2 separate regions of the Hordeum vulgare genome follow, and region 2 is linked to region 1. Evidence: chromatin contacts called from public Hi-C data. All regions are on one chromosome and are shown on one strand. Each heading gives the region's core, a stretch centred on a gene start, on an enhancer-like site or on the middle of the called end of the contact. The rest is flanking DNA. Distances are from core to core; before and after follow the strand shown.

Evidence for each region. Hi-C and Micro-C count contacts between places; a contact is called where the count stands out from the background.
Region 2: a Hi-C map of seedling shows a contact between it and region 1, with 5 times the contacts expected there. The contact joins the promoter of LOC123448458 here to the enhancer-like site in region 1. A contact is called at or near these places in 1 of 6 Hi-C or Micro-C datasets (seedling) and 1 of 1 datasets of contacts at active chromatin or transcription factors (embryo).

What each region holds. Positions count from the first base shown.
Region 1 is chr4H:242,503,863-242,507,744 of MorexV3_pseudomolecules_assembly, reverse strand. No RefSeq gene overlaps it. Among protein-coding and RNA genes, the nearest start is that of LOC123448458, 260 kb to the left of the region's middle. Within about 2 kb of position 1,409, at least 3 of the 3 cell types and tissues checked have open chromatin away from gene starts, as enhancers often do. A contact at or near this core is called in seedling, where this site is marked.
Region 2 is chr4H:242,768,005-242,771,640 of MorexV3_pseudomolecules_assembly, reverse strand. LOC123448458 reads right to left here and starts at 1,924. Exons shown (of 8, transcript XM_045125359.1): 1 at 1-1,924. The coding sequence starts at 1,703.

The sequences.
Region 1 (3,882 bases), core at 160-2,659:
CACAGGGGTTGGAGCCTTAGATTTACGTTGCTTATTATCTGCAATGGGAGGGCATGTAGCAATTGGAAAAGCACGTCGTCGTGTGATTCTTTTGTTTGTCGCATTCATCATTGGATCATGCACATCATATGCATATCATCGGCACTCTGTGTTGTTTGTTTTCAAAACTTGCATCCATTGTTGGTTGCCGGTACCCTCCGTTGTTGTCGTTGACCGTTTCGGGACCAACCACACACGCACGCGCTAGCGACACCGATCACATCTTGTTCTCAAAACTGTGTATAAAACATTCTCGGAGTTGGTCGAAAATTGACGTGCGGTCTCGTTTTATTATAGATAGACCGCCTGTCAAATTTGTCACATTCAGAGTTCATTTGATACCCAAACCGTTAAATATAAAGCGACACTATAGCCGATCAAATTGTTGGACGTTTTCGGTGTTTACAAATTATCTCATGGGCTGCAAACATCCCTCTCATCCCCACCTATCCCATCTACACAGCCCACTAGGCCTACCCTAAACCCTCCCGACCGGAGCCGTCGGATCGCTATCCTACAGTCCGAAGACGGACAAAACCCCTCATTCCTATCCTTCCTACTATAAACAAACAACCTACCCTGCCCATTTTAACACTAAACCCTAGCCTAACCCTTCCCCTACCTCTATCCGCAGTCACTTTGCCTTGAATCCGCGTCCGAGCCACTACTACGCCGTCACCTCCTAGTCGAGCCACCACGTCGGCTCGTGAGGCACGATCCCGGTCGTCAGCGGCCAGATCAAACGTTTAGAGGGCCAGCTAGCCAGTCGCGCCCCACCGCAGACAGCCAGACCTCCACCCGTAGCCAGCTACGGCCCGTCCCAGCCGAATCAGGCCCGAAGCGTTATTACCACACGCCCTCGCCTCCCTGTTATCCGAAGCCGCCCCATGCCTGAGGCTCGCCCCCGCGCCGCATCTAGCATCGGTCCGTGCTGCAGCCCCTGTGGCGAGCTGCCTCCACCACCGACCAGGTCACCCCGACGCCTTCTCCCGCTCTACCTCTCTCCCCTCTAACCTCTCTCTCTCTCTCTCTCGTTGCATGCCCGCTGGAACCACGCCGCAATGGATGGCCTCCCGCAGCTCCAACTTGTCGCGCCGTCTTGTTTCCTGGCCAGATCTATGTCGGGGAGTCTCCGATCCACCCATTCCCGGCCATCTCCACCTTCCTTTGTTGTCACCGCCATTAGAGAGCCTCGCGCCGGATCACTGCTGACCTGCTTTGCTTTGGGAACAGCTTGCTAGATCGGATCGAGAGCTCCCTCGCTTGGCGGGTGCCTGCTTGTGTCCACGGCATGGGCAGGCCTCGTGCAGCAACCGTGGCCCATGATGGAATTCCTAGCATGGGACTTGCAGTGCCGTGGCCTCGCAAACCCAAGCGAGCGCCAGATCCGCCAGCTCGGTTCTGCTTCACCCCACCGTCACTCACGTGGGCTAGAACTGCCCCCTCCGCCTAGCCGTTTCTTCAAACTGGCCCAACTGTTCGGTGAGCATCGCCTGCTATCCCGAGCTTTGTGCGTTGCCTTGACATGTTACGCTCATGCTCTGTTTTCGACCCATTAGCATATTCGGCCCATTTAGCTTTTTTTTTGTGTCCGGCGATTTGTTAATTAAATGGCCATTGCTAAATTTCCGAAATAACCACGTTTTCAAACACTCATAATTAAATAACTGTGCATCGAATCATGATGATTTCAACATGTAAAATGTCCAGAATTTTGCATAGATGAAGAATATCCCACTTTCATGCATGTTAAAATTGTTTAACCAGATGTTTGCATGTAATTTATGTAGATGTCATGTTAAAATGGTTTATTTTATAACTAAGTAACCATAGCTTCGATTAAAATGTTTCATATATGCAACTTCACTAGAAAAATCTGTAGAATAACATGGTGGCCTTTATTCACTTATCACTTGGGCCGATTCCACACGTGGGTTGCTGCACTAAACTGCAATCCGCCCAATCATGTTTTACCCACTGTGAATTTATTCATTTATCAAGGGCATCTCATAATTTCAGCAAAAGCCATTTTTTTCCATACTCATAATTAAATATCCTTGCATCGGATTGAAACAATTATACATGAAAAATGTCGAGAATTTCATGTAGATTAAGAATTCCAAATTTCATGCATGTTTAAAGTTGTTTACCCTGCTGTTTGCATTAATTTGCGTCATGCCATATTAAACATGATTTAGTTCGTAGGAAAATAACCATGCATCGGATTTAAAAACTTCATACATAAAAATGCTTAGAGGGTGCTTGGATCCAAGAGACTAAAACTAGTCTCTTTAAGACGCTAAAGTTCCAAGCACCCCTGACTAAAGAGAGGCTAAAACTAGTCTTGAGGCTAAAATCTTTTAGTTAGGGGTACCCCTACTAAAATGTGCATTAGTCCTCTCTCTTCTCATTTAACTCCTCATGCAAGTTCTGGATTGGAGGGTTTGAAGGATAATAAATGCTCATTAACTTGATTTTAGTCTTTTTAGTATTTGGATCCAAGCATGGGTGAGGCTAGCAAGTTTTAGTCTCATTACTTTTAGTCATGGGACTAAAACGTATCCAAGCACCCTCTTAGAATTTTGTGTAGTTTTACAATATCCAACTCTCACATGTGTTTAAAATGTTCAACTTGCTATTTTAATTTAATTTCCTTAAATGCCATGTTAAAATGATTTATTTCATAACTAGCTAACCGTGCTTCGATTAGAATGATCCACATATGTAACTTGCTTAGAAAAATGTGTAGAATAACATGGTAGCACTTATTTTGTTGTTTAACAACTCTAAAATCGTGTATAGGCAGAACGGTACCGAATCTTAATTTGCATATGGGAATTTTCTGAAATTTTTATTCGTTGTTCCGGCCTCATTTAAACTTGCCTAGGATTTCATGTACTTCCATAATATCTTGTTCACCGTGCTTTAACATGTTGGGGCTGTCATTTGCATTCGTGACATATCATTTTGTGTTGCTCATATCATTTAGACCATAACTCCATTTTAAACGATTTATATATGTAATTGACTAGAATGACGCGTAGAAGCACATGATCCACTTTATTTTGTTGTTTAATAAATATAAAATGTGTTTAGTACAGATATGGACTAATTTCGAAATTCACATATGGGGTCATTCCGGAAATACTATATATTCTTTCCGACCTCATTTAAAATGCTTAGATAGTGTAGTTTATTTATGCTTTACCTCTTGTCATGTTTAACAACATTTAACATTGTCGTGTACCTAAATGAGAGTGAACTAATAATTCAAATAGGGGTTTCGTAAATATGCAATGAGTTGCAGATTGAGCTTCATTTAATGCGTAGTATTAATTGTTGTGGTTTTCCATGCGTTGCACAATTCAAATGGACATGCATCATATTTGATTGTGCATCTTGTCATGAATAGGTGTGGTGTTATCATGTGATTATTCTTGTTTCCAGATTAATTCTTCTTGATAGAGTTCTGCAAGCGTGCCGGAGTGTGAGGATTCGTTCGACTACATTGGCTCGTCTGCTTCACGGCTTCGTCTTCTTCCAAGCGGGATCACAGTCAAGATGATCATTTTCTTAGATACCATTACTATCATTTCCATGCTAGTTGTGTCATTTATTTTGCTATGTCTCGCTACCTACCACTTAAATGTCAGCCTTCAAAATTGCCATAAAAGCCTCTAACCCTTCCACAACCCAGCAGATCCTTGTTTGGCTATGTTACCTGTAGGACTCCGACTTATGAGTCGAGATCGTCGAATGAACGTGCCAAGTGATTCCAGAGATCAATAGTCACCGAACACACAGAAACTGAATAACAAGAGTCTTACATCCATACATACCGTT
Region 2 (3,636 bases), core at 675-3,174, 260 kb before region 1:
GCAATCCTTGCCTCCAATTCCAGGAGCTTTTGACGTGCGGCTTCTCTACGCCGCTCCTCCTCCATAGCAACCCTCATCTTCTCTTCCTCCCTAGCAATTCTCTGCTCCTCAACTCTTCTGGAAGCTTCCAGCGTCTCTTGCTCGGCTTGCCAAACAGCCTGTCTTGCCTCTTCTTCCACCAACCGCCGCCTTTCCTCCTCCTCTCTTATCAGGTTCTCCCTCTCCTCATCTTGTTTCCTAGCGATTTCTCTGACTCTGGCCTGTTCTTCCACTACCCGCTGTCTTTCTTGCTCTTGTACCCTCAAGATCCTATCGAGCTCAGCCTCAAATGACTCCCTTACTGGATCATGGAAATCTGATGGTTTGGTTGTTTCTTTTTTCTTCTTTATTGAACTGAAACTAACGGCAGAAATGCTATCAAAACCGGTATGCTCAACTAAAGGCCTTACAGGGACTCCAGTGAGCCACTTATCCCTGCCAAATTTTGCTCCTGGCTCGTTAACTAAAGGTCCCTTATTACCAAGATATGGCATCACCTTGGAAACAGGATTATTCTGGAAAGACTTCCCTCTGTACCAGTTATTAGAATTATCATTGTAACATTCACCTGCAGTTTCCCCAATATGTGCGCTTCCGTGCAGTTCCGTCCCAATCTGTCCATAGGCTCGCACAGCAGGCTCCTTACTAGTATTGCACAAATCCTTGGAGGCACCGTTAGTAATGCCTTCATGGTAAAGTAACTGTCCGCTTCCTTTGCCTGCACTGTGAGGACGACCATCTGTCCTCTCCACATTGTGGCTTGGCATAGGAGATCGCCACAAACCATCTTGCACGCCCTCTTTATTGGGAGCAATGTAATCTCTCCCCAAGGACTCATTTTTTAAGCGCTCCATTGTCGCACCATAGAAGTCGCACCCTGGAACCATGGTCTCAATCCTACCAAATCCCCTCTCTTTACTGTCGCGATCTGGGAGACTCAGCCCTGTATCACGTTCATCATCAGCCCAATCAGCATCATACCTTAGCCGCACCAGTGGCAGCGGCCCCAAATCATGAGTTTGGGCCTTCTCCGCTGAACCATGGAGGCCAGTACCTGTGACGCCGGCAGAAGCCAAGGGCTCAGCACCACGCGAGGGCATCACATGCGGTCGCATGCCCAGGGGCATCGGCTGTGTCTCCGGCATGGCGGCTTGAGCACCATCAACGTCTTTCTGGCGATGCTGCACGGGTGGCGCAGGTGGTGGCGCCACCGCTGCTTTAAGAGAAGGGAAGTCCTCGCCCCGCAGGACGACAGCTTTCTCCTGGAATCCATACGATGGGAGCCTGGCAACGCCACTAGGAGCCGGTATCGAGCCCAGTTGCTTCTCGGATGCCGGAGCAGGCTTCGTCCACCCAGCCACGGCCCCGCCGGATCGGGGCGGGGCTGAGGCGACCCCACCGCCAGTAGTGGCGGTCGCGCCCTCGAAACGCTCGTGCTCCTTACGGAGCGAGGGGAGGTTCAGAGGCGGCGGTACAGAGAGCTTGGGCTGCTGCGGCTTGGCCATAGAGGAGGAGCCGCGACCGCGGGAAAGCACCACCATGCCGCCGCCGCCACCGGCAGAGGGGGCAGCGGGGCGGGAGGGGCGGCCGCCACTTTGGAATTGGGCGGACTGGCCGTACGATCGGTTGAGGTTAACGGATACAAACTTGCCGGGGTGCGACATCGGCGGCTGTGGCGGCCACGGAGCGCATGAAACCCTAGCTGCAGCCCGATGCGCGGGTGGGCGTGCGGGGAGAGGGTGGAGGAGGCGTCGGCTCGAGGTTTATGCGAGGGCTGGTGGAGATGGGGAGGAGGTGGTACTGGTGCTGGTGGCTCGCCGACGGCGATGGGGTGGTGGGATTTGGAACGGGGGGTTGGTGCCGGGTCCGGAAGAGGAGGGGGGTGGGTGTTGTTGGGGGGGGGGGGGGGGCGGTCGGGACTGGAGGATGCCCCCGTGGGGGAGGGATGCGAGTGAGCACTGCGGCACGAATCTTGGAGCTCTACGTATGGGTTTCGGTGGCCGTTGGCTTGTTGGACCAGCGGTCCATCGCCGCCCAGGTCGGTGACGTTTTTTCTTTTTTTTAACAGGGAAAAAATCCATTGCGGCCTAGTTTGGCAGAGAGTCTTGTAAAAACCAAAGTATTTTCAAAGCGAAAAATTATCTTCTACGAGCCCATCGCGCCCGTCCGCCGGCTCCATGGCAATTCGATCATGTGTTGATTAGACCGTCGACAGCCATTCGATCATGTGTTGATTAGACCGTCGACAGCATTCCGTGTCCACCGAAGTCGTTTTTGTTTTCGTGCAACCCGCTTGTTGTTTCACGACAGACATTCCTCATACTCGGTAACAGTGGGTTTATTCGACCTATGTGAAGATGTCGTAATTTTTGCAATAGATGTCGTAATTTTTGCAACATGTTGTAAATTTTATAACATGGGTCGAAAGGTGGCGTAATCTTTGCAACATGGGTCAAAAGATGTCATAATTTTTGCAACATGTCGTAATTTTTGCAACATGGTCGTTGTTTCTACAACGCTGTCGTTGTTTCAGAAATTGTTTCTCCAACACGACCGTTGTTTCGGTATTATTTATGTAACACGGTCGTTGTTTTAGGAATTGTTTCTGCAACGTGGCCGTAGTTTCTGCAACTGGTTTGTTGTTTCAGGAGTTAATGTGTCGGGAAGGCGACGAGCCGCGTGCGAGGAGTTAGATCGGAAGGCTCGCGCATGGAGATCCGACGGTTGTCAAGGTGGTGGATGATTACTAGACGTTTAACGATAGACACGTAGCAGTCTCCATTTTCAAAACCTTGGTATTTCATTGCTTGGACAATGAATACTTTTTTTTCTTCAAAACATAGTTTTTCTCAGTATTGGCAAAACCACCAACTCATTTGACGTTGTAGTTTTTATAAGATCACCCATGTATAGGTTGTGTAGTCAAATGACTACACAACTTTATGGAAAAAGCATCACATATAAGCATAAATTATGCAAAAAATATATATAAGCACAAATTATGCAAAATATATATATAATCTATAAAAATACATACATATTGGCTACACAACATTGAGTTGACTACACATGATTGCAATCTGACACCGCCACTAGCACTACCTAGCTCCTTGAGTATACATGAATTGACGTGCGTGTAAAACCGACTCCCAATGCATGCACAAATTGATCTAATCAATTGGCAAGCTTCCTTTTAGATGATCATTACTTGCGGGAAAGTAATCAACGGTTAGTGAGTCGATAGAATCATGCGAGATCGTCCGTAGAAATTAATTTGACCGATGATGTCGTCCTTAGAATAGAAATCTAATCTACATGATGCAATGTGTGGAGCCACCTAACCTCAATCACCTACTAGTGAGGAGCGGTCCAGCAATTATGATCATTTAAGAGATAATAGACAGAGAAGAGATAGGTGCTCATGATTTCTATAAAGTTTAATTTTAAATAATGAGGTACGAATCTCTTTTTGGATACTACAATAATACTTTGATATGAGACATACCATGGTATCTTAAACTACAGTGTGTTTTGTCATTCAAACACCATAAAGTCTTTAGGGTTCCTAGTATGCCTAAGAAAACTACAAAAATATTT